Regions from separate parts of the Mus musculus genome. Here regions 1, 2, 3, 4, 5 and 7 are each linked to region 6. A link is a contact called in public HiChIP or PLAC-seq and promoter capture Hi-C data. All regions are on one chromosome and are shown on one strand. Each heading gives the region's core, a stretch centred on a gene start, on an enhancer-like site or on the middle of the called end of the contact. The rest is flanking DNA. Distances are from core to core; before and after follow the strand shown.

Region 1 (3,469 bases), core at 335-2,834, 1.2 Mb before region 6:
CAGACCTGCCCTGTTCTTCATAATGGACTGAGGCTTGGGATGCAGATTTGCCCAATAGTAACCTTGAGATCTAACTCACTCTGTGGCCAGCTCTATGGGCTTCAGCCTCTTGCCTTAACTTTCTCATCTGCTAAATGAGCTTCACATCAGCATCAAATGTACAAGTTGATGTACAAGTTCTGAGTTCCACTTTCTGACTATTGCTTATTACACATGTATAGATTTTTTAAAGCACTCTCCTGTTATAAGTGTATTAAAAATGACTTTTTAGAGACACATAACCAACGGGATAGACAGAAATGAGAGTGTGCCATATTGGATAGAAGTATAAGCAATGCTCAGTAAGGAAAAGATGCCATTTCTCCTCTTATTCTGATGCAGGGGCTGGACCCCACTTGGACGTGGTCCTAGAGTATCCCCAGCCTCCTGGTCATAGGCAGGTGCATAGACTCTTTCCAACCCACGGCTGTCATCAGCAGGCTGAGGAGGTGCCTTAATTAAGAAGCAGCCCCTCCTGCCACAAGCAGTGCCTTTTCACTTCCTGGCCCAAGCTGTACTGTTGTCACAGTTGATGATCTACAAAGGAGATCTGAGAAACATTAGCACTCTCAAAACCCACGCTCCAGACCCAGTGGGGCCCACCTCACCATCTGCTGTGGGCCCCAAGCCGAGCAGGCAGCAACGGAGACGAGGATTTAGAACCTGCTCTCATTCCAAGGCGGAGGAGGTTGCTGGACTCAGACTGGCTGAGCTCTAGTGAGTGCTTGCCCTCTGCCAGGCCCAGCTATTTCTGAAAGGTTCTATGGCCACTCTGACCTGTTCTCCCTCTGACGCTGGACTTGCCCCAGGACCACAGGAAGGCAGGATGCTGAGAGGCCACAGTCATCTGTTCCCATCTGCCATTTACACCACCAAGGGCTGGCAGGAGGATTCCTGTGGAGGGAAGCAGGGGTCTTAGACAAGACAACCGGCTTTCTACTCTCCTTACCTACCCCCATATAGAACTGAGAAATGGGGTCACTGTTTGCATCTAACCGTGAATGGTTGATACCAGAGGAAACAGGCATGGATTTCTTGGCTTCTGAGATGGAGATTGGGCTATGAGATGGGAAGGTGGATAGATCCTGGCAGAGCTGGTCCACTGGCTCTTCTTGCCCAGTGCTGCTTAAGGATGCCAGAGGAGAGTCATGAGGAAAAACAGAAATCTAATGGTAGCTTGCAATGTTCCTTACTGTCTCAGCCCTAGGACAGGAAAATTAAATAAAGAGAAAAAGTTGAAAGCCAATGAAATTGGTGGAGAGCAAGGAAACAGGGAGACTTAATGCTGTTTGCTGGAAGACGTTAGGGCTGGAAACCCACAGACCCTCACCCAGAACAGGGTGCATGGATGAAAGTTGGTTGGATCCATCTTAGCCTGAAATCATTCCACATATTCGAGGTAGCTGAAGATGAGCCCAAACAAGAAGTCCCCAGAGTAAACACTCAACGAGTTGTTAACTTGGGGGAATCTGTGGGTATAAAGAGGCTGCGATCAAAGAAAGACTACATGCCCACAAAGAGAAGGGGCAGGCATCTATCTATGACATCACAAACACTGAGGTGCTGGGCCAGACCCCAGGACTGACCCTGAGGTCACAGACAAAGCTCACAAAGCACATATGACAAAAGGAATACTCTTACCTACCACCATATGACCTCATATGCTTGGCTTTTCTTGGGGCTAAAAAAGAAGGAAGGTTTGCAGCAGGCAACAACTGAACTGCTGATCACAAGTGCCCCAGCCCTAGTGTAGATGGACAGGCTAAGAAACCTTAGGAGCAACAGAGCAGCCTGCTGTTCACAAGCTGCGTGCTGAGAGTCAAGGCAAAATGAATGTCAGTAATAAGTACGTGACTCCTGATGAAACGTGTGACAAAAGCCTCTCTCTCCCCATCATCGTGTAGCTCTGGGAGCAACAGCTGAGAGGTGGAGCCTGTTCTCAAGGCCTCAGCACGAAGATGGGACTGTGACTGGGGCTGTGCCAGTGGAATGAGGGACTTGGTTATATATCCATCCATTTCTTTTTGGCTGTTCCTGGTGGTGTTAACTTTCAGGAACTGTAGCTGACCTGTACCTCAGCTGAGCAAAGCACCACAGGGGCCTGCAGGGAATGACGCCTCAGCCCTAGATATTCCTGTACCTTGTGGAATTATAACCTAGGTCATGAAGCAGACAACTGGAATGGCATCCTTAAAGACTGGTGTGAAGGTAATAGACCTAAAATTGGACAAGATCACTGGGGCTAGTTAGTCTAGAATCCCACTCCACACAGAATATCTTGCTGGACCACTCAAGCAAAATTCATCCCCTGCTTACAGAGCCTAAGAGAGCAGGAGTGTTCCTTCCTAAGCCCCACTCTCCTATAGAAAGCCCTATCGATGAGGCAGGGTTACTTAGTCTTTGCTGCAAAAGTCTACCTCTGCCATTACATCATTCTGCCTTCTGGCACCATGCTGAAGGAAAGCCAGAAGAAATTCCTCTGCGTGTATGGTGAGCCAGAGAGCAGCTTCTCAAGACACCCATGTCCTAATCCCAGCACTGTGGCTGGGTCTCCTCACCTGGAAGACATTGAGGGACTTGAGTCAGGGACCACTGATTCTTCCGGATTCTCCAGAAGTACCTGTGTAGTCTTGAGGCCCCTGTAAAAGAGAAGACCCAGAAGATCTGGAGCTGAGATGCTATGACAAGAGTAGCTGTGAAACAGGTGTGGTGGTTTGAATAGGTTTGGCCACCATAAACTCATGTTTGCCCACAGGGAGTGGCGCTATTAGGACGTGTAGTCTTATTAGAGTACATGTGGCCTTGTTGGAGGAAGTGTGTCACTGTGGAGGTGGGCTGTGAGGTCTCCTATGCTCAAGCTCCTCCCTGTGTGGAATTCCAGTCTCCTCCTGGTTGCCTTTGGATCAAGATGTAGAACCCTCAGCTCTTTCTCAGAACCCTGTCTGCCTGAAGGCTGCTATGCTTCCTGCCATGATGATAATGGACTGAACCTCAGAGACCATAAGCCAACCCTAATTAAATGTTTTCTTTTATAAGAGTTACCTTGGTCCTGTGTCTGCTCACAGCAATAAAACCATAACTAAGATAAGAGTCCAAGTACAGGATGCCTTGACATCTGCTGAGGGCATGGAGCAGATCTCTCAAGGCGTCCACACCTTGGTTCATCCCAGAAAGACCTCAGACTTTAGAAGCCTGATTTAAGGAGCTAAGTTTCAAGCCAACTGCTTTGGCAACTGCAGAAAATGAATCCATCATCATGGTAACCCTTGGTGGAAGTGAAACTCAGGCCTGGGGCTTCTCCTTTCCAAACAAAATGTTCTCCACCACTTCTCATCCAATGGTGCTCCAGGCTCTTTCTGTCAGTCACACCAGTCTGGGAGCACACTCCACCCCTTCTGCACACCATGCACATTGTCCCAAGTCTAATAAA
Region 2 (3,377 bases), core at 141-2,640, 1.4 Mb after region 6:
CATGGTCTTGTCAATCCTGCCAAGAGAAATGCAAGGGTTTCAGTCAGTGTGAGGATGCAGGCTCCCTTCTGCATCTGTCCTACAGGGAACGCGGCTACAAGACAAATCTCCAAACCAGGAAAGGAAGTCTCAGTTCCATGAAGAACTGGGCCACACATACTTCTTTGGGAAGCTTTCCTGGATGGACTTTCACTGTCAACCTGATACCATCGGAAACTATCTAGAAAGAGAATCTCAGCAGAGGAATTCTTTAGATCAGCTTGGCCTGTGAGCATGTCTCTGAGAAATTGCCTTGATTGATAACTGATGTAGGAGGCACCAGCCCACTGTGGGCAGCACCATTACCTAGGCAGGTGGTCCTGAATTGGTAAGGAAGTTAGCTGAGGACTGGAAAGATGCACTCAGAAGTTAAGCACACATGTTGTTCTTCCAGAGAACCCACGTTTAATTCCCAGAGCCTACACTTGGGTGCTTACAACCATCTGAACCTCCAGTTCCAAGAACATCTAACAGTCTTAGCCTCTGTGGGCACTTGCATTCATACACACATACCCCCACATAGGCACATACATATAATTAAAAATAAGGAACTGTCGGGCATGGTGGCACACGCCTTTAATCCCAGCACTCAGGAGGCAGAGGCAGGCGGATTTCTGAGTTCGAGGCTAGCATGGTCTACAAAGTGAGTTCCAGGACAGCCAGGGCTGTACAGAGAAACCCTGTCTCAAAAACGCTCCCCCCCCCAAAAAAAAAAATAAGTATGCCTATGCCTATGCCTGTCTGCCTGCCTGCCTGCCTGGCCAGCCAGAAAGCAGCATCCTGGTTCCTGTCATGCTTCTTTGACTGTGAAATGAGCTCCTTGGTCAGAGATAATGCTGTGTGCAATAGCAAGCTGGCCTGTCTTCGTGTTCCTGCCTTGACTCCTCTCAGTGACCCTTTCTCCCCTAAAGGTGCTCTTCTCAGGGTGTTGTCACGGCAGCAAAAATGAAACTGGAACAGAAAGAGACCAGAACACTCTGCTTAGAGATGGAGAGTAGGCTTCAAAGAAGTGAATCTCTGGTCGGGTCTGACTCTAGACCAATGGTGACCCCCAGCCATAAAATTATCTTCACTGCTACTTCTTAACTGTAATTTTCCTACTGTTGGGAATCATAGTGTGAATATTTTTGGAGATGGAGGTTTGCCAAAGGGATCTCAACCCATGTGTTGAGAACCGGTGCTCTAGAACTTCCAATACTCTGTGTGGATGCCACGGGAGATAACAGTACCCCGGCCACAGGAATGCTCCATCAGGCAGGTCAGAAGCCAACAGCAGACTCCAAGGAGAGCTGCAGGTTGGTTCAAGCTGGGAGCAGGGAAGAGCACATTGGCTGCAGATGCACAGCATCACTCCCCGCCCCTGCCTGCACCACCTTCTCTGGCAAAGGAGGCAGTGTGTGAGGTTCTATTTTTACCCCCACATATGCCAGCCCTTATGGCTGGAAACGGAGGTCCCTCCCCCCATCAGAGACACAGTGGGCAATGGTCTCCCTGCATAAGTCTTTTATTGACCAGAGGTCACTTCACCCATGTCACCATTGTGACTGGTGCCAGCACCATCCCTTAATGGTCACCACCACCCGAATCACTTCCATAGCCAGTGTCATCACTGTCACTCACAGTGTCCTTACCACCATGTCTCCATCACACTGGTGTCAGCATCATCATTAACAGTCAACACCATGACAGCATTAATCACCCCAGTCACTACTGGTGTCATCACCCACTTCATATCATACTTCAAGTCACCACCATTACAATGTCATCCATCATGTCACCATCATGACCAGTTTCACCACTACCACTATGTCTTTATCTGTGTCACCACTGATATCAGTGTCTCCCCAGAGCCACCACTACCTTCAATGTCACTGTCACCGCCATTGTCTCCACCACCACTAGTGTTGCTATCATCAGTGCCACCAGCACCTCAAAGAAGCTTGGCACCCTGAAAGTTCACTCAGGCCTCAGTTTTCCCAGTTCCTTCCCATAGGCAGGCTCTCAGGGAAAAGAGGGCAGAGGCGTAAGGGGTCCACACGGCAAGTGCACAGATGCCCAGACATTCCAGGCTGGCATTAAGCTCTGAGCTGTGCTAGAGCTTCCCAGTAGAGAGTAGGATCCCCTTTCTCTGAGGATCCTCCAGCACCTCATCTCAGTCCCTAACAGCAAAACCAGATACAACACCAGGGCATGTGGCCTCTGTTCCTCTCTGTCTCTTCCTCAGCCCTACCTGGGCTCTTTCCTTAAGGTTTCCACACTGAAGACAGACCCTCCTGCCTTCCTATTCAACCTAACAGAGCCCCATATCTATGCCGTTGTTAGAACCCCACCACCACTACCACCACACTCATAGCCAGAGCCATCCGATGAAAACAAGCCCACGCATCCTACATCTTCCCTAGGAATTTCTCTTAATTATTCTAGCAGCCCTCTGCTACAGCAGGGGTCCCCACTGACACATGGTGAAAGTGAGGCCCGGGAGGAAAGCTGTAGTTTGGGCAAGGCTGTGAGGTGGGGGCTGGTCCTTTCAGAAATCCAAGTCCCCAGCTTTTCTGTTTCCTGAAGCACCTCACTCATTTTACCATGACAGAATGCATTGACAACAAACGGAGCCTTTGGAACTCCATCTGAGGTCAACTTCCGCTGTCTGGGAGGATCTGGGATCCAGGATTCCACAGCTCCAATCAGCTGCATCCCCTCCCAGCTGCCAGCTGTGCCCAGATGACTGCTACACTGCAGTCCAGACCTCTTTCCTAATTTAACGCTATGAAAAGTCCTTTGCGTCACTCCAGACTCAATGGGTCTCACCCTATCGTTGCATTGGAAACAACCCAGTTATCCCAATAGCATCTACTGAGCATATGTTCAACATGCCAGGAAGGTCCTTGCTCCCATGGTGAGCCAGATAGAATCAGGCCTGTCACCCTAGAACCTAGTTTAGAGGACAATGTGGCTAACATATAAAGAGAGTCCCTTGGACATAGGTCATTCTCCCCACTGCTGTCTTTGCCTCTGACAGCTGTGGGTGACACACTATGCCCCCTGCCTTACCTGGCCAGGTTTAAACCATCAGCCGGTTTTGCTTGGGAGCGCTGAAGCAATCTGATGCACAGAATTGCTACTTGTAGGGGCTGGACAAAAAATAGATCAAAACAGTAGTGACTGGGAAGAGAGTTCAGTCATTAAAGTAACTACTTTGCAAGCTGAATATCTGAGCTGGAGCCCTGGACGACACATTAAAAATATATATATATAAGCCAGGGATGAGGGCACACACTATTAACCCCATGCTGGGGAGGCAGACAAGAGGGGAACTCCTGGGCTCTCTGGCCAGCCAG
Region 3 (3,282 bases), core at 418-2,917, 1.2 Mb after region 6:
TTCTGGAAAACAGGCGGGCTTGGCAGAGGGGGACCAAAGGCAGGCACATCTTCCCTAGCAGTGACTGATACCTGAATGAAACAATTTCATGTGGACTAAGACAGACTAGGAGTCCCACACCTTACAGAAGACCAACATACCCCTTCCCTCCTTCCCAGAACACAGAACGTCTATGTGAGCATCACCCACGAGCCCCATACGATGCTCCTCTAGTGGGTTGGATGGGATGGAATCCGGCATCCTTCCCTCTGCCTTCCTAAGGGCCAGAAGCAAGTTGGCCAGATGATGCCCTGGGCTGGGGAACCACTGAGACCCTAAGTACAGACAGTGCAGGTGGTGGCCAGGAGGTTTGCCTCCCTACCCCATTACAGCATCCATCCCAGAGAAAGCAACTGAGAACTACTGCTCATTTTACTGATGAGGAAACAGATGGCTAAGACATGGAACAAGCACCCTAAAACCAGAGAAAGGGGCACAGAGAATCCAGACTGCTCCAACCCAACTCTGACTCCCCATTAACCTAGCCATAAATCAAACTCAGAGTGTTTAAAAGGTAACTACTGGACCACAGAAATGGCTCCACAGATTAAAAAAACAAAAACCTGACACACAAGCTTGGTAAGTCCCTAGATTGTCTCTTCTCTCAGTACTTGTGTGTCTGTGTCCCCCCTCCCAACATAACAAGTACACATGTGCACATGCACGCTCATGCACACACATACACATACATACACACACACGCCACCAGTAGCAAAATCAACAACAAATAATTTTTTTAAAGAAACAAGTAAATACTGGTTGCAAGGAAAGCTTGGGGCTCTGCAAGTTGACACAGGCAGTGACCCAGGTCTGAAGCCTGGCTCTACATGTGGAGCCAGTCATTCTGGCTGAGGCTTGGGCACAGAGATACCAAGGGCATTGACTGGGAAAGAGGATGGGGGACATCCAGGCTCTGGCCAGATGCTGAGGCTGGACTGTAAGACCATCCAGAGACTCCAGCACAAGGGTGGTCCTGCAGCAGGTGGCTTCCACTCCTCACCTCCTCTCTTGTGCAAGTACCTAGGTTTCACCTGCTGTTAGCCCCTGAGGCTACAGGGCTCTTGGGAGGCTGCCCTATCCCTTCACTAGCAGTGGCTGACGTGAAGGCCCTGGCAGGCTGCCAACCACTCTGTCCTGTGAAGTAGGGCAGATGCAAGAGTCTGCCAGACTGGGTGAGCAGGCAGCTTGGGGCCCTGCCAGGTCCAGCGGGGAGAAGCAGAGCTTTGGTCAATGGGGCCTTCTTCTTACAAGCTCAAGGCCATTTACATGGCCCAAACTGAGGTACTCAGAGTCTCAAGAAATGGTTTTGTGTTCACTGACAAGATTTCTGGCTGAGCCCCAGCTGCTAGACACAGCCCACCCCCACCCCCAGCCACCAACCATGCACTGGTGGCCCAAGTCTAGTGCACATGTGTACTTGTTATGTTGGGAAGGGGGACACAGACACACAGGTATTGAGGACAGAGACAATCTGGGGACTTATCAAGCTTGTGTGTCAGGTTTTTGGTTTTTGTTTTGTTTTGTTCCATCTCAGAAGAAGAATCTGGCTGCCCACTCTGGGTATCTGGGACATGTGGGACAAAGCACAGATGCCTGCAGGCCCAGCTGTTTCCCTAGCCCGGCCCCTCCTCCTCAGGCCTGCATTAAAGTAGTCTATTCTGACAGGGTAAGGGTCTTAGGAATGCCTTTAAATCCACAGGGCAGCAGGGCAGGGCCCAAGACCTTTCTGGTAATGTCCATCCACGTCCCATCCGTATCCTAGCTCCTCCTCTGACCTCGGTCTCCCCCTCCTCTCGGCTTACAACCAGATGCCCAGGGGAGCTTAGAGAGGGAAGGCTAGAGACCCAACAAAACCCCCATGTCCAGGGATGGCCTGCCACCCAGAAGACTGGCAGGGCTGCTCAGAGGGAGTCAGGATAGGCAAGGGAAGGCCCTCCCCAGCTGCCTGTTTCACAGCCAAGTCTTGAAACCTTGGCAGAACTCCAGGAGTGAGGTGGACTGGCCCCTGCAGGGAGGGATGGGGGAATCCTATTGATTGCTGAGCTGGAATCTCTTTCCAACCTGGAGTGAATGGGAATGAGATAGCCCTACCTGAGAAGTGATTCAATTCCAGCCACACTTCACACACACCCACGGGGCCGGTTTCTCACATGCCCCAGAGGCTCCTGGGAAGACTTCCAGCTCCCGGCTCCCTGGCTCTGCGGCCTCAGCTCTAAGTGCCCTCAGCATCAATCAGCTTCAATCTCTTCCCTATGAGCAGACTAATGGGCCTTGTTAGACTTCAAGAAGACTATCCGAGGGGCTAGAAAGACGGCTCTGTGGCTAAAGGCACTTGCCACCAAACCTAACAACCTGGGTTCAATCCCTAGGAGCCACATAGTGGAAGGAGAGAACTGACTCCTGCAAGTTGGCCTCTGATTTCCATATGCACACGCATGCACACACACACACACACACACACACACACACACACACACAAATGTAGAAGACGAAGAAGACTGCTGTAATGCAAAGCCTGGCCCAGAGCAGAAGCCACCATCAATCACTCAGGTTTTTTGTCTTTACTTTCCCTGTCGACCTACATGTACAAAAGGTCACCTTCATCACAGAGTTCCCCAAACCATCCGGCAGCCCATACCCCATCCTGCCTGTCTCTGCTCCCATAAGTAGCCATGGCTAGAAGGACCCTGAGGCTTTAAAATCCAGATTTCCTGTTTTGCAAAGATAGAAACAAAGGCCCAGAGAGGGAAGGAACTGACTTGCAGTCACACATCAACAAAGAGACAGAAGCAGAGACCCCAGGCTGCTCGGTCATTCTGTCTTCTGGGGTCCCTCCCGCCTTTACTCTCCTTTTTCATTGTTGGCCCTCCTACTTCAGGGTTCAGCTAAGGCCCAGTGTCAGCCAGGGGGCCCTGAGGGAGCTAACCCAGTTCTCCTCACAGTTTATGCATCACCCATAGTGCCTGGGGGGGAGGGGTGCTCTGGGGAGCACCTTAGAAGACACGGGCATCTTTCCAAATTCAAACCCGCCTCAGTAGTGGGAAGGGGTCTTAAGATGCTGGTACCCAGTGTTCTGTGATGCAGGGGACCCTGTGGGAACTGAACTCTGATCTCTCTTCCCAGGAAACAAACAAACAAACAAAAAACAAACAGAAACCAGCACTTGGTTTTACTCACAAGATCTCTGTGGGCTTGGAGACTACCTAGCCCTACCCTAAAATCCCCAGCTCAGCCTATCTCCTA
Region 4 (3,758 bases), core at 991-3,490, 1.3 Mb after region 6:
GGAATGATTGGAGCCAGCAGAGGATCTAGCGGCTCTTGACAGACACTGTGGCTGGAAGGTTAAGGGAAAGGGTAGAAGACTAGACTACCATTGGATAAGCAAGACTCAAGATGATAAGCAAAAAGCCCCATCCCCAGAGGCCCCTACCTTGCCCTTGGGCCTTGCCCTCCATCGGGTCTGTCAAGAGGATCCCACCCTCTGTCTGACCCTAGCAGGATGCCTGGTACTGAATGAACTGGGAGCAGCTCCCAGACCATGACAGCTAAGGGACTAAGCTGAATCTAACCTCCACTGCAAACGGTCTGCTCACTACCTCTGCCAACCTCAGCTCTCTGGTCAACAGCCTGAGGCAGGGTTCACCCACTTCCCTGCCAGTGTGAACTGTTATTAACCTCTTGCTCCTCCTTAGCTTCCTCCTCTCCATAACCAACTGCAGCGATAACAGAAGTATTGTCACTATCCGTCAACTAACATTTGCATGTTTGTGTTAAATGCTTTGGGTATAGTATTTCATTTGATCTTTGCAGTGGTCTATGGCATAGATAGATGATAATTCTCCCATTTTACAGAAGAAACCAGGGCTCACAGAGCCTAACCATAACTAGGGGACAGGTCTAGGATTTGAAAGGACACTGGAAGATGGGCTTTAGTGGACTGCCCTGGCCTGCTGAAACCCTGGGGTCATTTGTTATCCCCTCTGTTGGAAGAAGGGTAGCTCAGATGCTCTGGGGACACCTTCCTAGACAAGCCTGAGATCCAAAGCAATGCTATCTGGGAAAGGACCTGGGATGGGAAGCACCCTTTTCATCTGTTTCTTCCTTTCTACAGGGTCTCACTATGTAGACTAGGTTGGCCTGGAACTCACGGGGATCCACCTGTCTCTGCCTCTGCCTCCATGAGCTGGGATAAATTACAGACATGTGCACCACATCCATTTTCTTGTTTTACAAGAATATTTATTTTTAATTACATTATTATTATGCATATGAGTGTTTTGCCTGCATGGATGTATGAGCACAAGGTGGCTTCCTGGTGCCTGTGGAAGTCAAAAGATACAGATGGTTGTGACCTGCCATGTGGGTGCTGAGAATCAAACGTGGATCCTCTATAAGAGCAGCAGTGCTCTTAACCACTTGAGCCAACTCGACAGCCTGAGAATGTTATCCCCCCCCCTTACTGGTTAACCAACTACCAAAAGTCTCTTCAAGCCTGTAACCCCTGCACTTCACTTAGGAGACAATATCTGGACACAGTTCAAGTATAAGAACATGCAATTAATATCTGGAATATTATGAGTTTGAGTTTAACCTGGGATATGTGTATGTAATTCATACATACGTGCATATTTGTCTCAAAACCACAAGAGCAGAGAATGTAAGTGTGTAGCAGAGCAGCGGTTCTCAACCTGTGGATCACAACCCCTTTGAGAGTTAACTGACCCTTGCACCAGAGTTGCAAATCAGATATCCTGCATATCAGATATTTATATTACACTTCATTACAGTAGCAAGATTACAGTTAGGAAGTAAGAATAAAAAGTAGTTTTATGGTTGGGGTTCACTACAACATGTGGAACAGCATTAAAGGGTCACAGCACTAGGAAGGTTGAAAACCACTGTAGTAACCTCTTAGGGTAAGGCCTTGATTGCTATAATTCTATTTCTGATATTTATGTTTTCTTTTAATTGTTTGTTTACATGTATTTACTGTAGAGGAGGGGGTACATGTGGGAGTAAAAGGGCATTGTGTGAGAGTCAGCTCTCATTTCATCCTGTGGGTCCCCAACCATCCTGTGGGTCCCCAATCATCCTGTGGGTCCCCAACCATCCTGTGGGTACCTGGACACAGACTCGGGTCCTCAGATTTGACAGCGAACATCTTTACCTACTGAGCCCTCCCTCTTGCCAGCCCCTTGATCTTCACATTTCTGTTGTAAATATTAATACAGAACCCTAAGGGAAATGTTTTCAGAGAATCCAGGGGCATCTAATGAAGTGGCCTAGGTGGGGGTAGAAGCCCTGCCACATCTGCTTTCTGTCTTTCTGAAGTGACATGTCAAACTACAGTGTCAGGCCCCAGAGAGCAGACCCAGCACCTGCCACAGGGAATCAGGGCTGAGAAAAGACTGGCATCTTGGGCCTTTCTGCTGAATCATTTCTAGCTGCCCCGGTCACTTAAGTGACAAGATGATACATCAACTTCAGTATCGCTGAAGGGTCTGCCCTGGAGGCAGAGCTCTTCTCCCTCGGGGGTACTAAAGCCAGTCTCAGCAGCAGCTGGAGCCACTGAGAATGAAGGATCCCTGCCCAGGGTCGCCATCTCCCCCTCCCAGATTCACTCTGTGCCCCAGTTTGCAAGACCAAATGATGGCAGGAAGAGGCCACTCCTAAGCCAGCCAAAAAGTTATCCAAGCAAGCAGACACAGCTTAATCCCCCTCATCACGGAACTGGTACAAGCACAGGAGAGAACCACTGAGCCTCTCCCCACTAGAGGAGCCAATCACAGCTACAGGACTCTGAGAGGGTCATGGCCGAGGCCCTGCTGGCCTCTGGCATGCTCCCAGACACTGGTTCAGCCCCACAAGTCACCTGGTCCCTCTCAACATCTGGAGACTATTTGTGGAAAGAAGAGCTCCTGATCTGTGCCCGCCCGAGGGGAAGCTTGAAGAAGCCTTCCAGGCAGATCCTGCCAGCGATGGGCCTATTTACATAGCAGGCTATGGGCACTCAGAGCAGGAACTGCCTGCCGCACATCTCTGTCTTGCTTCCAGGGTGCATGCCTATGCTACAGGCCCTCAAAACACTATCTGCTTGTTTGCATAGATCCTACACACAGCCTCTCCTCCACTTTGTTTTTTTATGTGTGTGGGTGTTTTGCCTTTATGTGTGTCTAAGAACCACGTGTATGCATGATGCTAGGGGCAGGGGGGCGGGGGACAGTGCACAAGAGGGCATTCAATCCCCTGAAATTAGTGTTATAGACAGTTATGATCTTTCAAATGAGTACCAGGAATCAACCCCATCTCCTCTAGAGGAACAACCAATCTTCTTTACCACTGAGCCATCTTCCTAGCCCCTTCCCATACACTTTAAGATGTCTCTACCTATAATGCCTAACCCAGGAAAAATGTATGGAGTTGTTATGTTGTTTAAGGAATAGTGGGAAGAAAGGTCTACACATATTCAGTGAAAGTGTGTGTGTGTGTGTGTGTGTGGTAAGTGTGGTATGGGTGGTATGGGTGTATGTGTGGGGATATGTATGGGGGTACTTATTGTGGGAGTGTGTGTGTGTGTGTGTGTGTGTGTGTATGTCAAATATTTTGAATCTATGGTTGATTGAACTCAGGAATGTGGTCCCTGGGACTATGGAGGGCCAAGCCATAACAATCTTCAGTGGCTGTGTTTATGTGTTTACTACGGTCACCTTCCATGTCAAACACAGTTCTGTGAGGCTGCTCAGGATGAAGCATGAAGTTTCCTCTCATCTAGGAAGGAGTCGGCTCTGGCTCGGGAGAAGCTGAATGCTAGCTAAAGAAACTGAACCACCTGTGCATGCTGGATGAAAGGAAGGGGAGGAGGAACGAACGGAAGGACCATACAGTCCCTGAGCCCTGTGTTCTCGCTGCATGCTCCCCTGCTCTGTGTTCCCCCAGCCCAAAGCAAGACACGGACTGCATTACACTCAGTGCCCTCTGACACCCGCGGCCCTAACAAAAGAAAGTAGAGTCTACTTGTAATTCAAAGGAGAAGCTTCCAGG
Region 5 (3,393 bases), core at 402-2,901, 1.3 Mb after region 6:
CATCATCGGTCATTAGAAAAAAAGGCAAATTAAACACAGTGAGCTGCCAAGCATACACCCACTGAGGTGTATATTACTAAAACACTAAAAATTGACAGTGGTCAATGTCAGTAAAAAGACAGAGCAGCCAGGACCTAATGGCATTGCTGGTGCCATGCAAAATGGTCTCAAATGACGTTTAAGATTTAGGGTGGAGGATGTAGCTCAGAGATACACTTGCCTAGCATGCACATGCACTGCAAGAAAAAATAATAACAAAATAAAGATTTTTACCATGCCGAGCATGATGGCACATGCCTGTAACTTCAGCACTCAAGAGACTAAGGGAGAAAGATACTTGCAAGGTTAAGACCAGACTAGTTTATAGAATGAGACTCAGGTCTCCTAAAAAGAAACAACAAAAAGCTCACTACTCTTTAATGTAGTGATTCTATTCCTTGATAATCCAAGAGAAGGGAAGATACAAGTCCAAACAGATAATACGACAGCAGTCATAGCTTTTGGCTATGAGTACAGCCCAAACCAAAAAAAAAAAAAAAAAAAAAAAAACCAAAAAACCAAAAAACAAAAAAACTCAGTTGTACCTCAACTGGAACACAAGCAAACCAACTGTGATGTCTTCATGTGACAGAGTATTGCTCAGTAATAAGGGGAGGTAGAGGGGTGGGGCTGGCATCAGGAAGAAAGTAAAGAGATGGACTGGCCATGGGTCCGTGTGACAGGTTAAGGAGGGAGGTAGTACATGGGCAAGCAGTAATCCTAGGGGGAAAAGGTGAGCTGAGCCTCAACCCAGAGGGATGCAGCAACGCTCATCAGATGTCTGCTTCCGTCTTGCATACGAAGGTTGTTCAGCTGCCTCGCCTATGACTGTGGTTAAGTGGGAGGAGGGATCAGTGGCCCTGGGGGACAAAGCCCTGAAGGACCAACATAGGAATAGACAGTCTGCACCTTTCTCAGGAGAACCCTAGCCTCCACTACCTTCTCCAAAGGAGACCATATGACTCAGAGTGCCCCAGGGTTTCATGAGGTCTTTAGAAACTAAACGAGGGTCACAGGCCAGCTACCAGCCTATTCGGGACTCCAAGAACAACTCTGCCATTTCGGGTCATAGCCATCCCATGCCCTAGAGAAATCAGTGTCTAGGAGATGCCTTGACAGAAGAGAATCTGATGGCCATTGGCCCTAATTCCTTCCCCTCCTCAGTACAGAGAGGTCTGCTCTACAGCCCCAGCGGGCAGCCCAACCTTGCTTCCTAACCTTGCTTCCTATGGCCTCTTCTGACTCCCTCTTCTTCTCCACCACCTCCCTCCTCCCCACTAAGAAGCCACTTTTAATCTGTGAGCTTGTCACATGCTGAACCATCTGGCTTCCTCTGCTAAGTTAAGGTCCCCTGTAGAGGCTCTTTGAGGGTCAAGGACCAGTGCTTCTGGGTGTTCTCAGGGGAACCCACACAAAGCCAGTCAAGTACACTGTAGAGTCTGCTAAATGCCTACTGGTTCTTGTGAACATGAAAAGCAAACTCATGAAGACTAAAACCCTGGCAGCAATCCAGTGCACATCCAGGCAGCCAGCCCCCAACCCCACTCCCATCCTACCCTGCCCATCCTCAGCCTGGGAACTGGGCTCCCGTTTCAGCCCATCTGCTCAGCTTTTTCTCAGCTTCATATTGGGGGTAGGCAATCCCCTAGGAAAACAAGCTGCACAGAGGGAAAGGAGGACTGGACTATATCTGTCTATAAAGGAAATGGATCGTCAATCCCGGATCCAAAGGAGCATTCTGCACCGGGGTCACACTACCAAGGGAACAGATGAGCCCTTCTCTTGCCAGGTACCTGCTCAGGTGGCAGGAAAAAAAATATTCAAGGGGCTGAAGAGATGGTTCTGACAGTAAAATACTTGCCAGGTAAGTATAAAGACTTGAATTCAATCCCCAGAACACATTAAAATGCCAGGCATGGGGCCAACAAATATGGTTCAGCAGGTAAAGGCACTTGCTGCCAGACCTAATGACTTGAACTCCATACCTGAGACACATAGGATGGAATGAAAGAATCAACTCCTACAAGATGCTCTCTGACCTCCAAACTTGAGATGTGGTACATGCACATACATACACACTCACGCACACACGTGCACACATACTCACTCACAAATACACACACACAATTAAATAAACAAATTTAAAGCCAGGTTCAGTACTATTAACCTTAACTCTGGAGAGACAAAGACAGACTACTGGATAGATATGATACCCTGGGGCTTTGGGGCTTGCTGGCCAGCCAACCTGGCTTACTTGGCAAGCTCTCAGCCAGTGAGAGACCTCGTCTCAAAAAAATATCATGGAATTTGTATAGAAATATCAAGGGACTTGTAAAGAAAAGAGGCTCAGTAGGCATGCAAGGGTGAGGACAAGAAAGGGTAATGAAGTGTGATTATCAAATATCGTGTGTGTGTGTGTGTGTGTGTGTCTGTGTGTGTATGTGTGTGTGTCTGTGTGTCTCTGTGTGTGCATATGAAATTATCAAAGCATAAAATATTCAAAATAAAAATACGATTGTCTGATATCACCCTGGAAACAGAAACAAAAACAGGGATATGAGGAGAGATGGGGGGGGGGCAAGCTGGAGAGACGGCTCAGTGGTTTAGAGCACTGACTGCCCTTCCAAAGGACCTGAGTTCAATTCCCAATACCTACATGGCTACTTACAACCATCTATAATTCCAGTTCCAAGTGAGTAGGGAACCCTCTTCTGCCCTCCACAAACATTGCACACACAAAGTACACTGATATACATTCAGGCAAAGTACCTATACACATTTAATAAAATAAATCTTAATCTTAAAAGGAGGGGGAGACCCAGACACTCCTTCAACCTAGAGATCTCAAGTTGTCCACAACAACTCAACCACCCTAAGCCAGCGGTCAAGAGCCCCAAAGACCAAGAAAGGGTCACCCCAGGAGCCCTGTGTCAGGAAGGATGAACAAACCCACAAGGATCGGCAGCGCTGATGGCTGAGCACGCCATGGGACTCTCTGTCCGTGCTGAACAAGTGTGCTGAACAATGGTGAACAATAGTGACATTCCTTAGCCGTAGAGTCAAACCCTAGCCACAAACCATGACAGACACAGAGAGACAAGATATAACAGACCCCACACCGGCTACACACAAGGTCTCCACCCAGAATCTTAAGGGCAGGGCCAGTTCCCTCCGTTCCTAGCTCTCTCTATCTAACCCTGCCTCTGGAGTCTGAACACAGAAGTCACAGGCTGGGGACTTCCTGCGCTGAGTTCAAAGCATTTTTTAAAAGACAGAGTCTGGAGCTGGGGATGCCTTCTGATCGTGAGTCACAGAGTTCACCAAGGATGGATGAGGGTCTGCCTGAGGCTCCTG
Region 6 (3,531 bases), core at 368-2,867:
GCCAAGTTAATGCCATCTCCCCAGTTAAGACTACAAATTCCATGCGCAACATGTTTACTACAAGTCTAACACAAGTATTTATTTTTTCAGTTAAACATGTATTTCATTCTAAAACCCTCCTCTCAAGGAAGGATTATGAATGAACATATAGTCAGAGGCATTTCAACTGAAACAAACTCATTTGATTAAATGTCCACATAACCTAATCGCCAGAGGACAACGATTTAGAAAAATAGCTTGCATTTTTTGTTATAGGAAAGGCGACTGGCTAAACCTGGTGTAACTGGAACTTAGCTGATTTCACTCACGTGGGAAAGCAGTGGTTAGTGGGAGGGGGTGCTAGAAGAGGACTCTTACCCAATCCAGCAAAAGCAAACAGACTTGCAACTGGACCTCGGCCCTGCCCCCTTCCAGACGAGCCACTTCTGGCAGAGACAACTAACTTCTCTGTGCTTCAGGTTTTTCATTAACAGAAAGTTAGCAGTAACATCTCCATTGCTATGGCGAGAATGAAAACACACAATGCCGGTACACAGTGAAAGCTTAGTAACACGAACTGTTACCAGTTCTTAAGATGTTAACGTTAAATTCTCTCATGTATACTCTAGAGGTCCCTTTGGACTTACTAGGCGTTAAATCCAAAAAAATATACAGGCTGTGGCCTCGTACTTGCTCTCCAGGGAGCAAATCTTGGCGACTTCAAAGCTTGGCTAAGCAAGGAACGACAAGGTGTCACACTTCATTTAATCTGAAGAATAATATTACAGGCTCTGTCTTCAGATATAAATTATAACAGTACAGAACAAGCAGCGAATTCCAACAATTTAAAATCTAAGTAAGTCTACCCGGTGTTAATTCTGGCAAGAGCCTTGCCGATCTGTTTTAAAGTCACCCCTGCCCTCATTTCAGTAGACGTGCACCATGCCATAGAGGAAGGTCCAAAAGAGGACGTAGGTGAAGAGGCCTCCAATGAGGCCTCCCGTAAAGAGAGGTCTTCGTGACTTAAAATATTTGTTCCACCTCCTTCCCGCTTTGAGAATGAGGAGCAGGGAGAGCAGGACGGAGGCAAGCAGGTAGAAGATGAAGCCGTAGAGGCCGGTGAGGCCGAGGATGCCGGCGGTGGCCCCGGACAGCGCTGACACTGAGGTCCGGCAGTAATCCAGGACCGCGGCGTTGCCTCGCACGGCTGCCTCGCTGATGAACGGCGGCCCTTCCCGCTTGGCCACCACCGCGGCCATCGCACCCGCCGGGGCTCCGCTTCTGCCTTCACGCCGACTCACGCGGAGCTGTGGAGAAAACCGAGTTACAAGTGGAGCCCGAAGCCTGGCGAGCTGAGCGCACGGCGCCTCCTCCCCCTGGGACCTCCGACGCCGTGCTGGGGGCCTCTGACCTCCACTGCACGCCGAAACTGAGGCTCGGGCCGGCCCGGGACAGCAGCACATCAGCACACGCCCGACAGGCTCGCGGAGTTACCTGAGACGCCGCGGCACACAGTCCCTCGTGTTCCCTCAGACAGGAAAAAGCGGAGAGTCCCGCGCCGCCATCTTGCGCTGGAGGCTGCTGGGAGGGCTCGGTTTGCGCAGGCGCACAAACTCCGCCCCACCCTCCTACGCTTGCGCCTCGGGCGCTCTCCCCTCCCGCCCCACTTCAGCACACAAGTCCCGGGACTCCGGAAAGCCCAACAGCGCTCCAGATGCTGATTGGCTAGAGACTTCTTAAGTATTCATGAGGGGGCGGGCTGAGCAGGGCTGCCCTTTGTTAACCAGGGAGGGCGCGGCCGCGGGCATTCTCGCTGGGGGTCTCACCGGGCGCTGTCTCCTTGACAGATTTCGGTCGAAATGTCCTACACCCCGGGCCAGCCTGTCACCGCCGTAGTGGTGAGTGCGCTTGCGCGGGCTCCTTCTCCTCTTGGCTCACCCCCATTTCGCAGAGCGGCAAACTGACATCTAGACAGGCTGAGAAAGTATAGGACCCGGGGCTCCTGCGTATATTCCGGTGGCCGTTTCTGCTTAACAGTGCTGCAGCCTTCCCTGGCCTGGAGAGGTGGCTGGGACCTAAGAGCCTCCCGGGACCCTGGGCAGAGGCCAGATCCTGTGCACTGCCGCCGTCGGGTGGATACCTTTTACTAGGCGCAGACCGGGAGGACGTAGGAGAAAGGCTGGTCCGCGGGAGTGTTAGAAAACTCCCCTGCCCTGGGCCTCCTGTCCCCAGCTGGGCGGCCGTGGGGGGCGGGCGCCGATGTCCTGTGAGTCGCAGCCTCTGGAATGAGGAAGCGTTTCCTCTGCTCCAGCCGGCACACTGCCGCCGCCGCCGCCGCCGCCGAGCCGTAGGAGATTTAGGGGGTGGGGCTGGCCAGAGTTTGTGCATCCCCCTTCCCGCTTCTCATCCGGCCTCGCTGCTCTTGGGACAGACCCCTCGAGAGCTAAGGCTTGGTCTTCTGAACTTTTTAGGGTACTCAGCCCTTGATGCTTAGTGTTTGTCCTGTGCATGACACTTAAGCTTCTAGACCTTTCCAGGGCCTCCTTCTCGGTTTGTCTTGTGTATCAATCAGGTGTATTTGAATAGGCAACAGGATGGAGGGGTAGATGTTACAGTCTGATGGGGGCGCTGGCCAACCCTGAGCAGCTGAATCCCAAGAGAGAAGCATCAGTGCCCAGTTTCCTAAAAGGAAGCTTTTAGGAAGGACACAAATCACTCCCCAGACAGGGCCTTACTCTTAAGCTTAAACTGGCCTTGAACTTCTGGCAGTACTCCCTTCTTAGCCTTCCAAGTGTTGGAGTCACAGGTGTGACTTGTGTCCACAGTCCTGGAACTGTAGGGATGGGCCTTGTTAGATGGGTGTGTTGGAGGGTGGGGGCAACAAAGCTACTGATAAAGGTGGCTTGGGAGGGTGAGCTTCCGGCTAGGATATCCCAGTTTTTACTCAATTTGTACCAGCCTGATTTTTCTAGGATCCTTCACTGGCTGCCCCAGAAAGATCATCGAGTTTGACCCTATCTGGAAAAGGAGGGTGTAATTAGGACCTAGGGAGAGCCACTTTGCTGCCTGACTTCTCCCTTAAGTTAGGGCTTTGTCTCTTTTTGGACCTTGCTGGTGGAAGTGAAGGAAGGTGTGTGTGGGAGTAAGCCTGGAGGAGCTTACACTTTTGGACAGGAAGCCCCAGGTGAAAGGACCTTAGGCATCGAGGTTTTCCACCCTCTTCCGTCTTGGCAGGAGAGTCAGAGTCTTCCTTAAAGCTGTAAGACCACAGTCCTCCAATCCTAATGCCAGGTGCATGCCTGAACATAAGCAAGCAGAGCTGGCCTTTCTCAGTCTCGGATTGCTCATGGGGTGGAGGTGCCTCCTTCCCAGTCTTACCCCCTCAGGTAGAGTTAGCATCCTGGTTCTGTTCCGGCCATTTTTGTTAAAACCATTTCAAAAGCTGTCCTCTGAACTGTAGCCCCACTGATCTGCCTCCTGGAAGCCTGTGCAGATGACCTCTGACACTGCTCTACCTGGGTCGACGCTTGCATCTATCCTGACTGGTTCTCA
Region 7 (3,797 bases), core at 1,067-3,566, 1.4 Mb after region 6:
GAAGGTTCAGTGTCCTAGTTCCCTTCCCCCAGGCAAAACGACACGGGAGCAGGTCAGGGTTGCTCTGGGTAAAAGCCTGTAAGCCTAAGAGCTAATCCTGTACATGGCTCCTTTACCTACACACTGGGGATTTGACCTCTATCTCCACTCTCATTAATATGGGTGGCCTATTTGCTCTTATTAAAAGAAAAAGGGGGAGATGTTGGGAGCCGCCCCCACATTCGCCGTTACAAGATGGCGCTGACATCCTGTGTTCTAAGTGGTAAACAAATAATCTGCGCATGTGCCAAGGGTATCTTATGACTACTTGTGCTCTGCCTTCCCCGTGACGTCAACTCGGCCGATGGGCTGCAGCCAATCAAGGAGTGACACGTCCGAGGCGAAGGAGAATGCTCCTTAAGAGGGACGGGGTTTTCGTTTTCTCTCTCTCTTGCTTTTCTCTCTCTCTTGCTTTTTCGCTCTCTTGCTTTTCTCTCTCTCTTGCTTCTTGCTCTCCTTTCCTGAAGATGTAAGAATAAAGCTTTGCCGCAGAAGATTCTGGTCTGTGGTGTTCTTCCTGGCCGGTCGTGAGAACGCGTCGAATAACAATGATGCATTGCTATTATGCTGCTACAATACAGTAAATTAATATTTCATAAATATAAGTATATTATAGCTAGGCATGGTGATAAATGCCTTTTTAATCTCAGCACTTAGAAAGCCGAGGCAGGTGGATCTTTGTGAGTTCGAACCCAGCCTGGTCTATAGAACGTGTTCTAAGACAGCCAGGACTACACAGATGATAGGAAATAAATAAATAAATAAATAAATAAATAAATAAATAAATAAATGGAGTTTTATCACCTGCTCTATCAGGTATAGCTGAAGCACTTTCGAACAGCCCAACCCATGTAAAATTATCATTACCATCCCCATTTTGCAAATGAAGGTGAGAAAAAAAAATCTAACCAATGATCTCAAAGTCTGTGGCGAGATAAGGAGTTGAACTTCCCACTCAGGAGGAGGCTCTAAGGGCATGGCAGGCATGGTGGCACAGACCTGTAATTCCAACCAGTCAAAAGGCAAGAGAATTATTACATGTCCTGGAGCTGCCTGGGCAACTCAGGGAGGCACTGTCTCAAAATAAAAAGTAAAAAGATACCTGGTGATTGGTGCCACAGCTCAATGGGAAAAGACTTGCCTAAGATGCAGGAGACTCTGAGAGACGGAGTGGGGCAAGAGCTGGAGAGATAGCTGAGTTGGTAAACTGCTTGCTACAAATGCACGAGGGCCTGAGTTCAATTCCCAACACCCACACAAAAAGCCAGACATGGTGGTGCACATTCGGAATCTGGCGGGGGGTTGGGGGGGGGGGCAGAAACAGGTGAATTCCAAAAGCTCACAAGCTAGACACCTAGCTTAATTGTCAAGTTCCAGGTTCCAGTGAGACACTATCTTTAATAAATCATGATGGAACCTGGAGAGATGGCTCAGCAGTTAAGAGCAATGGCTGGTCTTCTGGAGTACCCAGGTTAGACTCCCACAACTCCAGATCCAGGGAAGCTGATGCCCTCTTCTGGTCTCCTTAGGCACTACATGAACGTGGTGTACAGACAGAGGCAGAAAAAACACCGACCCACAGAAAATTAAAAAATAAGTCTTAGCTGGGCAGGGGTGGTGCACACCTTTAAACCCAGCACTTGGGAGGCAGAGGCAGGCGGATTTCTGAGTTCGAGGCCAGCCTGGTCTACAGAGTGAGTTCCAGGACAGCCAGGGCTACACAGAGAAACCCTGTCTCAAAAAACCAAAAAAAGAAAAAAGGAAAGGAAAGGAAAGGAAAGGAAAGGAAAGGAAAGGAAAGGAAGAAAGAAAGAAAAAATAAATCTATTTTTAAAAGTTGAAGTACACAGCTCTTCAGTAACAACACCTGAGATTGACCTATGACCTATACCTAACACACTCGTGACACACACCAAGAAAAGAAACTAACTTATAGTCAAGAATAAATGGGTACTGTTATCAACTAGGATGGCAGATCTCATGTTAAGCATTCTTGCCACAATAAAATAAAACTCAGATGTTGAGGGTGAGGTTACATCCCAGTTTAAAAAATTAAAATAAAAAAAAATTTTTTAAAGAGCTTACGGTAGAGAAGTTTTATCTCTGTAGGCTGAAGTGGCCCCTCACAGCAGAGCCGTGATGCTGTCTCCTGTCTCTGCCTGATTATTGGGTTTCTCTCCCTTTGCAGCACGAGCTCTGGCTGCCTCTATCAAAGGCAGCAGGAACTTGCTGGAGTGCTGGAGGAGAGAGCTGCGTGTGACAGTAGGAGGAAGGGAAGTGGGTATTCTCAGTCGGGGGAGGGGTCACGACCTCAGTCAGCCTCAGCCTTTCACTGAGAACCGAAGCTCCTGGGAGGAGGGGCAGGCACTGCGGTAAGGAACAGTCCCCGTTATCTAAGAGGCACCGGAAAGCAAGTAATTATCTTTGAGATGGAAGCCAGCTGCACCAGCGAGCAATGAAGAGAGGGAGCAGAGACAGAAGGCAGGGAGCAGGGCAAAGAAGCAGAGAAGGGAAGTGGGGGTCGGGGGAGGCAGGCAAGGCATGTCATGAACAAGATCTATGGCATGCTCACCTACCCTAGTCAGAACTTTCATATTTGCCACTTCTTGTGACAGAATAAAACCTATGACGGCTCAGGTTCCTACTCACAAAGCTGTCTAGTTCTATACATCCCCTCCGACCACTAAATGAGCAGGCAGTCCTGGGACAACACTGCCACCTTCTGGAAGTAAGGAGAACTGTCGTTATTTCCAGCTTACCCACCACCAAGAGTGTTCTTCACCTCACCTTCACTGCTGCCTAGTGGTTCCCACCCCAAGGCCTTTGTACTAGCGGTTCCCAGCCCTCCAGTCCCAGGAGGGCTCCTCTACCTCCAGATATTCTCACACTCAGTCTTTCTTTGCCTCTGGTCCTCTCAGTTGTCACTTCTATGAAGAGGCTGTTTGCTGACCACTCGTCTAATGTAACCCCAGGTCTGGCATGGTGATACACACTTATAATCTCAGCACTTGGAAGGTAGAGGCAAAAGGATAGGTCAAGGCTCATCCTTGGCTACATAGAAACCCAACGTGAGACTGAAAAAGCCCTAAAATAAATAAATTAGAAGGCCCTATCCTCACTGTTTCCTTCCCACAGGCCATTGTCTGGAAGCACATAGTCCCGGGCTCTCACCACAAGAAAATACTACAACACCTGTCCATTTGTGCAACTACACTCAATAAACTTAGACTGCTAGCATTGCTGGCTATGAGACTCTTCATTCATCCAGGGTAAGCCATCCTGAGCTCAAGGACCCAAGTTCAAAGGCCACGGGGATGAATTGCAGATTTCCATTCGTTCTATGTCTATGTCAAGGGCGTCACACTCCCCCACACACCGGCTTGACCTCACATACACAGCAGACCCGCTTTGCAAATCCCCCAAGCACGAGACCCCAGTTTCCATGGAACTCCTTTCACACTCTGAGGTGTTGTCTGAGATGGACCGCTAGTGTAGCCTGCAGCCCTGAGTCACCATGAGATTCAGCCCCACGCTCCTCAGTAACACATTCATGGTGCTTTGGCCTCCCTATGCCAGTCTCCAGGGAAGCAGCTCACTTCACCTGTCACCTTAGCCCCACATTCAGTGAACGCCCTGAACAGACTTTCCCATACCCCTACAATACATCCTTCCACAGTCTCCCACTGGGTCGTGGAGAAGGACACACTGCTTAGGAAACAGCTCCTTACACTTCCTGACCCCGAGTCCTGGATGTTCTC

The links. Promoter capture Hi-C pulls out the DNA fragments that hold promoters and counts their contacts. HiChIP or PLAC-seq counts read pairs in DNA pulled down with a chosen protein or histone mark.
Region 1: a contact with region 6 is called in a promoter capture Hi-C map of pre-B cells, with 5 times the contacts expected there. The contact joins the promoter of 4930401O10Rik here to the promoter of Tax1bp3 in region 6.
Region 2: a contact with region 6 is called in a promoter capture Hi-C map of hippocampal neurons, with 10 times the contacts expected there. The contact joins the enhancer-like site here to the promoter of Tax1bp3 in region 6. A contact is called at or near these places in 17 of 39 promoter capture datasets (the 3T3-L1 cell line, 3T3-L1-derived adipocytes, the C10 cell line and 12 more), 1 of 484 Hi-C or Micro-C datasets (bone marrow-derived macrophages), 13 of 115 datasets of contacts at active chromatin or transcription factors (SST interneurons, T-cell acute lymphoblastic leukemia, embryonic forebrain and 7 more) and 2 of 9 other capture datasets (adipose tissue and embryonic stem cells).
Region 3: an H3K27ac HiChIP or PLAC-seq map of cardiomyocytes shows a contact between it and region 6, with 11 times the contacts expected there. The contact joins the enhancer-like site here to the promoter of Tax1bp3 in region 6. A contact is called at or near these places in 7 of 39 promoter capture datasets (the C10 cell line, cranial neural crest, embryonic stem cells and 3 more) and 9 of 115 datasets of contacts at active chromatin or transcription factors (acute myeloid leukemia, cardiomyocytes, embryonic forebrain and 6 more).
Region 4: a contact with region 6 is called in a promoter capture Hi-C map of cranial neural crest. The contact joins the enhancer-like site here to the promoter of Tax1bp3 in region 6. A contact is called at or near these places in 8 of 39 promoter capture datasets (3T3-L1-derived adipocytes, the C10 cell line, the HPC-7 cell line and 5 more), 5 of 115 datasets of contacts at active chromatin or transcription factors (embryonic forebrain, embryonic hindbrain, pancreatic cancer cells and 2 more) and 1 of 9 other capture datasets (adipose tissue).
Region 5: a contact with region 6 is called in a promoter capture Hi-C map of hippocampal neurons, with 10 times the contacts expected there. The contact joins the enhancer-like site here to the promoter of Tax1bp3 in region 6. A contact is called at or near these places in 7 of 39 promoter capture datasets (the 3T3-L1 cell line, the C10 cell line, cranial neural crest and 4 more), 6 of 115 datasets of contacts at active chromatin or transcription factors (embryonic forebrain, embryonic hindbrain, extraembryonic endoderm stem cells and 3 more) and 1 of 9 other capture datasets (adipose tissue).
Region 7: a promoter capture Hi-C map of hippocampal neurons shows a contact between it and region 6, with 18 times the contacts expected there. The contact joins the enhancer-like site here to the promoter of Tax1bp3 in region 6. A contact is called at or near these places in 12 of 39 promoter capture datasets (the 3T3-L1 cell line, 3T3-L1-derived adipocytes, the C10 cell line and 8 more), 4 of 484 Hi-C or Micro-C datasets (bone marrow-derived macrophages, cerebral cortex, erythroblasts and 1 more), 18 of 115 datasets of contacts at active chromatin or transcription factors (the NIH/3T3 cell line, SST interneurons, T-cell acute lymphoblastic leukemia and 11 more) and 1 of 9 other capture datasets (embryonic stem cells).

The regions. Positions count from the first base shown.
Region 1 is chr11:71,938,538-71,942,006 of GRCm38.p6, forward strand. 4930401O10Rik (RIKEN cDNA 4930401O10 gene) reads right to left here and starts at 1,585. Exons shown (of 5, transcript NR_045942.1): 1 at 1,370-1,585; 2 at 1,036-1,242; 3 at 817-933.
Region 2 is chr11:74,567,236-74,570,612 of GRCm38.p6, forward strand. Rap1gap2 (RAP1 GTPase activating protein 2) reads right to left here. Exons shown (of 25, transcript NM_001015046.3): 2 at 1-16. The coding sequence starts at 3. Among named protein-coding and RNA genes, the nearest start is that of Rap1gap2, 21 kb to the right of the region's middle. Within about 2 kb of position 1,391, at least 18 of the 459 cell types and tissues checked have an H3K27ac peak or open chromatin away from gene starts, as enhancers often do. A contact at or near this core is called in hippocampal neurons, where this site is marked.
Region 3 is chr11:74,407,889-74,411,170 of GRCm38.p6, forward strand. Rap1gap2 (RAP1 GTPase activating protein 2) reads right to left here. Exons shown (of 25, transcript NM_001015046.3): 15 at 1-71. Among named protein-coding and RNA genes, the nearest start is that of Olfr412, 45 kb to the left of the region's middle. Within about 2 kb of position 1,668, at least 133 of the 459 cell types and tissues checked have an H3K27ac peak or open chromatin away from gene starts, as enhancers often do. A contact at or near this core is called in embryonic forebrain, pancreatic cancer cells and stem cell-derived neural progenitor cells, where this site is marked.
Region 4 is chr11:74,497,146-74,500,903 of GRCm38.p6, forward strand. All of the region lies in intron 2 of Rap1gap2 (RAP1 GTPase activating protein 2), which reads right to left. Among named protein-coding and RNA genes, the nearest start is that of Rap1gap2, 91 kb to the right of the region's middle. Within about 2 kb of position 2,241, at least 25 of the 459 cell types and tissues checked have an H3K27ac peak or open chromatin away from gene starts, as enhancers often do.
Region 5 is chr11:74,478,495-74,481,887 of GRCm38.p6, forward strand. The region is part of intron 3 of Rap1gap2 (RAP1 GTPase activating protein 2); the gene reads right to left. Among named protein-coding and RNA genes, the nearest start is that of Rap1gap2, 110 kb to the right of the region's middle. Within about 2 kb of position 1,652, at least 24 of the 459 cell types and tissues checked have an H3K27ac peak or open chromatin away from gene starts, as enhancers often do. A contact at or near this core is called in hippocampal neurons, where this site is marked.
Region 6 is chr11:73,175,466-73,178,996 of GRCm38.p6, forward strand. It overlaps Tax1bp3 (Tax1 (human T cell leukemia virus type I) binding protein 3), which reads left to right and starts at 1,618. Exons shown (of 4, transcript NM_029564.2): 1 at 1,618-1,877. The coding sequence starts at 1,839. Emc6 (ER membrane protein complex subunit 6) reads right to left here and starts at 1,577. Exons shown (of 2, transcript NM_025318.3): 1 at 1,474-1,577; 2 at 38-1,286. The coding sequence starts at 1,238. The coding sequence ends at 906.
Region 7 is chr11:74,544,810-74,548,606 of GRCm38.p6, forward strand. All of the region lies in intron 2 of Rap1gap2 (RAP1 GTPase activating protein 2), which reads right to left. Among named protein-coding and RNA genes, the nearest start is that of Rap1gap2, 43 kb to the right of the region's middle. Within about 2 kb of position 2,317, at least 195 of the 459 cell types and tissues checked have an H3K27ac peak or open chromatin away from gene starts, as enhancers often do. A contact at or near this core is called in the HPC-7 cell line, SST interneurons, T-cell acute lymphoblastic leukemia and 8 more, where this site is marked.